2 separate regions of the Mus musculus genome follow, and region 1 is linked to region 2. Evidence: chromatin contacts called from public Hi-C data. All regions are on one chromosome and are shown on one strand. The core of a region is the stretch at or near the end of the contact, and the rest is flanking DNA. Distances in the headings are between cores, read along the strand shown.

Region 1 (3,108 bases), core at 404-2,903, 130 kb after region 2:
TATAGATATATATATATATAGATAGATAGATAGATAGATAGATAGATATAGATATATCATAGTGCTTGAGTATTCCTAGTCCTCCAGCAAGTTTCTGTATATTTCCCTTTCTATTAACACATCTACTCATCAGTCTTCATGGCATTTTAGGTCTTGATTGAGCCACTGCAAGAAAGCTATATGATAGCTAAGAACTGTATCGTTGCATTCAGAAAGACCTGGGTATCAAATATGGTCCCATCACTTATCGGTGACATGGCTTAAGATAATTGGCCTGATTTTAGGCTTTTAATTTCTCATTGCAAATGAAGCTAAAATATTTATATTATACCCCCCCTAAAGTGACCCAGTCTAATAATGAATGATCACATTTCAATCAAGAGATCCCTTAAATAATACTTTTCCAGAATTTATGAAACCTGTTAAGATCACCACAAACAAGGAAAATCTGGGATACTGTTATAACTATGAGATGTTTAGGAAGACTTGTCAACTGAAGAGAATGAGGGGTTCAAGCTGAGATAGATCATCAATGGAAAAAGACATCAGGTAAAAGCAAAGGGATTCTAAATAGCATGTGGAGTTTGGTTAATAACAAATGCTAATTCATTTATTATATAATGATATAAAGTATTAGTAGCAGGGCAAATTGTGTATGAAGTACATAGGAACACTCTGTGTGACCTTCGGAATAGTTTGTAAATTTAAACCTTATTATAAAAGAAATAAATACTGACTCATGGGTATATATAAGGTACAAACTTTGCATTTCGGTACCTTGTAGGCAGAATAGAGTCCAATCAATAGCAGCAATTCCTATTAGGCTATCCTACCTTGCTTTTCTCTCTCACTGTCACTGTCTCTTAGTGTCTTAGGAAGTGTTCACAACACTCTGTAAGGCACCTTCCAGCTAGGAGACTCTGAGCCTCTCTCACTGAATTTCCTTGGACCTGATTTGCTATATGTGAGTAATAGTCACCATCCTTCCAACCTCCTTGGACACAGTAAAATAACTTGATATTTACTTTCTTTATTATCCAGCTCAATGCAGCACTTAGGCTCTCTTGGAAGTTTCCTTTATCAAAAGACTAGGAATCAGAATGGTTATCCACACACACCCCCTGCCGCACCCCTGCAATGGCTTCAGAGGATTGACTATTAGATTCTGATGTCAGAGAAGCCACTATCACTAGTCCTGTGCATCTGGGCTTATAACAAGAAAGCCATAAACAGAAGGACTCTGGAAAGTGGTCCAGGAAAAAAAAATCAAACTTCTCTGCACAAACCCAAGATCTCTGGGCTGACTACCTTATGGCTTGTAGGGCTGTCTCATTCTCCATTGGCTCTTTAGGAGCCTGTTTGCAAAATCTCATCAAAGCTCTTTCAAGAAGAGAAATTAACTAAGTGCAAGTTGAAGTGTGTATGCTCTTCTGTGTGGCCCCAGAATGATTTGAGTCTACTGAATGGAATTTCATACATGTGTTGAGTGAAGTGATTTATTATGGGTGGTAATGGAAATTAATTTCACTTTGAACCCTGGGGCACCAGAAAATGCCTAAGTGCTGAGCCATTTTCTGTAAGTAGGCTATAAAGCAGCAACGTGCTTCTGACTGGGTGGTGAGGTGGCAATGACCACTTGTAAAACAATGAGCTAGAATAGGAAGTTAATGGGCCCTGGCCGTCAGGCAGCCTCTAGAGCCCGTCCTACTAGCCTCTGCTGTCAGGGGATTCTCAGGCTTCTTGGCGCCATGGATAATGGATACAGCAACAGTCCCCGTATGCTCAAGGAGAGCCAAAGAGAATAGGGTAACATTCCTTGAAGGTCAATGACCAAGCATGACCAAAACACTTGGCTCAGGGGGTAACCCCATCGCTGGGACTACCCTTAGTAGGAAGCAAACTGGTTCAGAGCTATAAATGGCCAGAGAAGATCCTGTTTCTAAGAATGACCTCAGCTAAAGCGCTCAGTGCTGCATTTGAGAAGAAAAGTGTTTACCTAGAGGACCTGTGGAGGTTTCCACCACACTCTACTGATTCAAAAACTTGAAAAATTCCCAGTTCGTAAACAAAATTGTCAAAAAAATTAACAAAATACAGTCTTTTAAACAAATGGTATTGAGGAAACAGTTTCAACGAATAGAAAAGTGAAACTAGAACCAGTATCTTTCATCTTGTATATAAATGAATTCAAATTAGATAAAGGACCCTACTGTAAGACCTAAAACTTGGAAACTACCCAAGGACAACTGAAAAAAGACTTCGAGATATAAAAAAAATAGGCAAGAGCTTTCTCAAAAGGATTTCAAAGCATGAGAAACCAACCACCCTAGAAACTGACCAGAGGAGGATTGCATGGTATTAAACATCTTCTGCACAACAAAGAAAACATTTAGTAGAGGGAAGAGACAACCTACCAAAAAACAAACAAGCAAACAAACAAAAAAACAAATTCTTGCCAACTCCATATTAACTGGGGAATTAATATTTGGATATACAAAGAACTTGAAAACTTAAACAGCCAAACTCCAAATCCCATTAAAAATGAGCTAGTGAACTAAATAGGTTGTTATCAAAAGAAAAAAATACAGATGGCCAATAAATATATGTGGAGAATGCTTAACACTCTTAGCCAACAGAAGATTGGGAATTAAAACTATTTTTCAATAATATCTCTCTCACTCCAGCCAGAAGAAAACAGATGGCAATAGTTCCTTGTGAGGACATCAGGAAAGATAGCTCATTATATACAGCTGTTGGGAATTTGCACTGGCCCATTCATAATGGAAATCAGTGTGGATGTTCCTCAAAAACTGCTTTATAATCCAGCTGCAATGCTTTGGGGTATATACCTAAGGACTTCTAGCTAGCACTCCATAGTGATACTTGCATGGCTATGTTTATTGCTGTATTATTCAAAATAACCAGGTAATGTAACCACTTTAGATGTTCATTAACAGCTAAATGAGTGAAAAATGTGGTTCACATACACAATAAAATCTTATGCAATTGTTACAAAAATTAAATCATTATATTTTCAGGAAAGGGTGTGTCTTTATATTAACTGAGAGAAGGCACATTCAGAAAGACAAGTATTGTATGTTTTCTCTT
Region 2 (3,232 bases), core at 154-2,653:
TGGCTATCCTGGAACTCACCCTGTAGAGCAGGCAGGCCTTGAACTCAGAAATCTGCCTGCCTCTGCCTCCCAAGTGCTGGGATTAAAGGCGTGTGCCACCACTGCCTTGCAAACTCTCCTCATTTTTATTACCAAACCAATGTCACAAAAATGATGATGGCATTAGTTGGTACATATACTATAATAAGAAATAAGTAGTCACTTTATTGACGCACTCTCCAGGGCTCAGAAAAAATTCATAAAACAAAGAATAATGTATAATTTGCAACTCTCCTGATTTTCTTCAGTAGATTTAAGACATAATCATAATCTATGGGATTTCAACGTAAAAATGTGACTAATAGTACTCTGCACTGCTGGGTGTGGTGGCCTATGCCTTTAATCTCAGCACACAGGAAGCAGAAGCAAGAAGATCTCTATATGTTCCAGCCCATTTGTGTCTACATGGCAAGTTCCAGGCCAGCCATGACTACTGGGCAAGACCTTGTTTAAAAATATAAAATAGATTAGATAGATAGATAGATAGATAGACAATAGACAGACACATGCATAAATCCTCTGCCCTGTAACATCCTATTTTTACAGAAATCTAAACTCCAGGAGGGAAGGGATGCTGACTTCAGTGTGTACTAATATGCTCCTAAAATCTGCAAGTAAGAGTTGCTTACTAAATAGAGTCATATAAACAATAACAATGTAATTCAGATCGTACTACTAAATTTTTCTAAAGGGTTGAGAATGTCAACTGATAAAAGGCTTGCCTAGCCAACAATACAAATATAAAATACCCTGCCAATTTTTTAATATTCCCTATGTTTTTAATGCATTTTTCTTTCTAATGTATACATTCAGAAATAATGCAATCTGAAACAAGAAGCCCATGATCCAATAATGTGACTAGGCCAATATATTTAAGTGATTTTTAGTTTGTAAGGTCATACTTGGAGCATGTTAAATGCTGGCAAATAGCAAATATTTTCGCAAATACCAAATATTTTTAATCAGTAATAACGGGAGCAGGCCAGGAAACCCTGACAAAAGAAGACTTGGGACTTGTAATTAATTCACATGGAGGCACCATACCTTCCAAAGCCTGAGTCCTAATCCTTGGGAACTTGACTAATCAGAAAGGGAAAAAGGACAAAATAACCCAGGCCCTTTTACAGGCCCGCAGACTCCGCCTCTCCCCCTAAGAGAAACATCACCCAAAGCCCAGGGCACCCCAGACCCTAGGACTGTGGCAATACTAAATATCCCAGGTGGCTGCTTCCCACCTGCACCGCCGCCCGAGCTCCGCCCACCTCCGTCACGGCTGCCGGAAACGACCGCGCGCGTTGCCACGGCGACGCCCAGGAAAGTAACTTCTCCTCCGGCATCTGAGGCCCAGCCTCTGGCGCCAAACTGCGAGTCGCTCAGGAAAACGTCTGACGTGCTGACGTCATCCGAACGGCAGCCAATGAGATGGATAGCTGGGGAAGCTGGCTTGGGTTTGAATTTGTGGCTGTGTTTGGAGCGCCTGGAAGCCAACTCTGCCAAGTTGTGACGGTCACTTCTTGTAGGTGAGTGAGGTGGGCGCTGTGTCTGGGGACGCGTGGGTTGATTCGAGGGTCGCCGGAGTGGAGGATCCGGTGTCAGGCGACAAATTAGCTTTCGGCGGGCGATGCAGGTCGAGGGTCCCCTCGGTATTGCGGCTTGGAAAGACCCGGAGCTACCGAGTGTGCATGACAAGGCGAGCCTTTCTCAGCACCGAGGTTCTAGGCTTCGCCACTGAACCCCGAGGGGAAGCTGGTCCCTTTCTCAGACTTAAACTGAGGACGCTCACAGTTCAGCCTCCTAGAGCGTGAGGTTCCTTCCGGATTCCAAATTCAGAGTGTCCTGCTTGGGCTGCACATGGGAGTGTGCGACTTCTGGGCTTTACTTCATGGGAGGAGCTTTTGTGCAGAGAGGCTGTCAGGTCAGTCTGGAGCCCAGTTGTAGCCTCAAGCAAAACCGGCCCTGACTGCTCACCTGTGATGCTGAAGGTCACGGAAAAAAAGAAACAAAGACAAAAAAGTGCCAGGAGGCCAGAAAGCAGCCTCTAATCCTGCAGTTTCTGCAGCCTTTTCAGCAGGAGCTCATTTGCCTTGCCTAGTACAAAAAAAGCCAATGCTGACTGTTGCTCATTATAATATGAATGGGGATTACTGGAGTAGAACTAATTTTGTTGGTGACATCAGTCCACTTTGTCCAGTTCCTACCTTGGGTTTTGGAAGGTTTTCTTGACCTTTGATGTTAGAGAATATGAATCCCACAGAGCTAATAAATAGTACTTGCTATTGAATTCAGTGTATGAAAAGAACTATTTCAGTCAGCAGGAATGATTTGCCTTGAGAGGTATTCTCATTGAACCAGTATTTACAGATATTTAAGATTTTTTTATTTTAAAGAGCATTTTGTCCCACTGTAGTTATACTTTTCAATAGACACTATAAATTGACTATGCTGTTAATGCTATGAAAGGCAATAGAAAAACAATTGGCCCACCACCAATACTGATAATCTTCCCTCGTGTTAGTAAGGCAGTCAAATCAGTGACTGACAGAAAGGTTTAAGCCAGATAGAAACTGTAAATGAGGCAAGGTCCCTGTTCTAAACCATGTCGAATCAGAATTTTCTACCTGAGTTGGGAATAATTCGTAGCTATGTCATTGTGCTTCTATACACCTGTTTGGAAGCATTTTCTTTTTCTCAGTCATGAGATTTGGATTTGTAGCTGGGTCCGCTTTCTGTCATATTAGTAATAACATTTGGAAACATTACTAAGTTCCTCCGTATGTGAGGCAACCTTGCATAGTTATTATGCGCGTTGAATGACTTGGGTATGAAGTGTCTGCCATGGTTCCTGGCAGAGAGTAACTCATGTGAGCATCACTGTTACCACCATACTGACCTGGGGAAAGCCTTTCAATCATATTCATTAAGAATACTTACTGTATGGTATCAGAAAAACAAAAGGAAAAAAACCAAGTTACATTTCATAATTCACTCCTTCCAGGAAAAACACAGAGGTGAGCAGTGATGGGGAGTGGGGTAATAGATTCTAATCCAAACATACCAACTAAATAACAATTCACAGGAAGGGGAGTGCATGTTGGCAGACTATTAATTTATTGCTGCAGTCATTACGTGATATATGTATAATGACAGTGTATATCTAGAATGTGTAGAATCCTTAATGCCACCTAAGTATTTT

The links. A called contact is a pair of places that touch in the nucleus more often than the background predicts.
Region 1: a contact with region 2 is called in a Hi-C map of embryonic fibroblasts, with 5 times the contacts expected there. The contact joins the enhancer-like site here to the promoter of Kif18a in region 2. A contact is called at or near these places in 2 of 484 Hi-C or Micro-C datasets (embryonic fibroblasts and ventricular fibroblasts) and 2 of 9 other capture datasets (liver and pancreatic islet).

What each region holds. Positions count from the first base shown.
Region 1 is chr2:109,405,103-109,408,210 of GRCm38.p6, forward strand. No RefSeq gene overlaps it. Among named protein-coding and RNA genes, the nearest start is that of Kif18a, 130 kb to the left of the region's middle. Within about 2 kb of position 1,654, at least 48 of the 459 cell types and tissues checked have an H3K27ac peak or open chromatin away from gene starts, as enhancers often do. A contact at or near this core is called in embryonic fibroblasts, where this site is marked.
Region 2 is chr2:109,279,335-109,282,566 of GRCm38.p6, forward strand. Kif18a (kinesin family member 18A) reads left to right here and starts at 1,404. Exons shown (of 17, transcript NM_139303.1): 1 at 1,404-1,559. It also overlaps a transcript of Mettl15 not described here.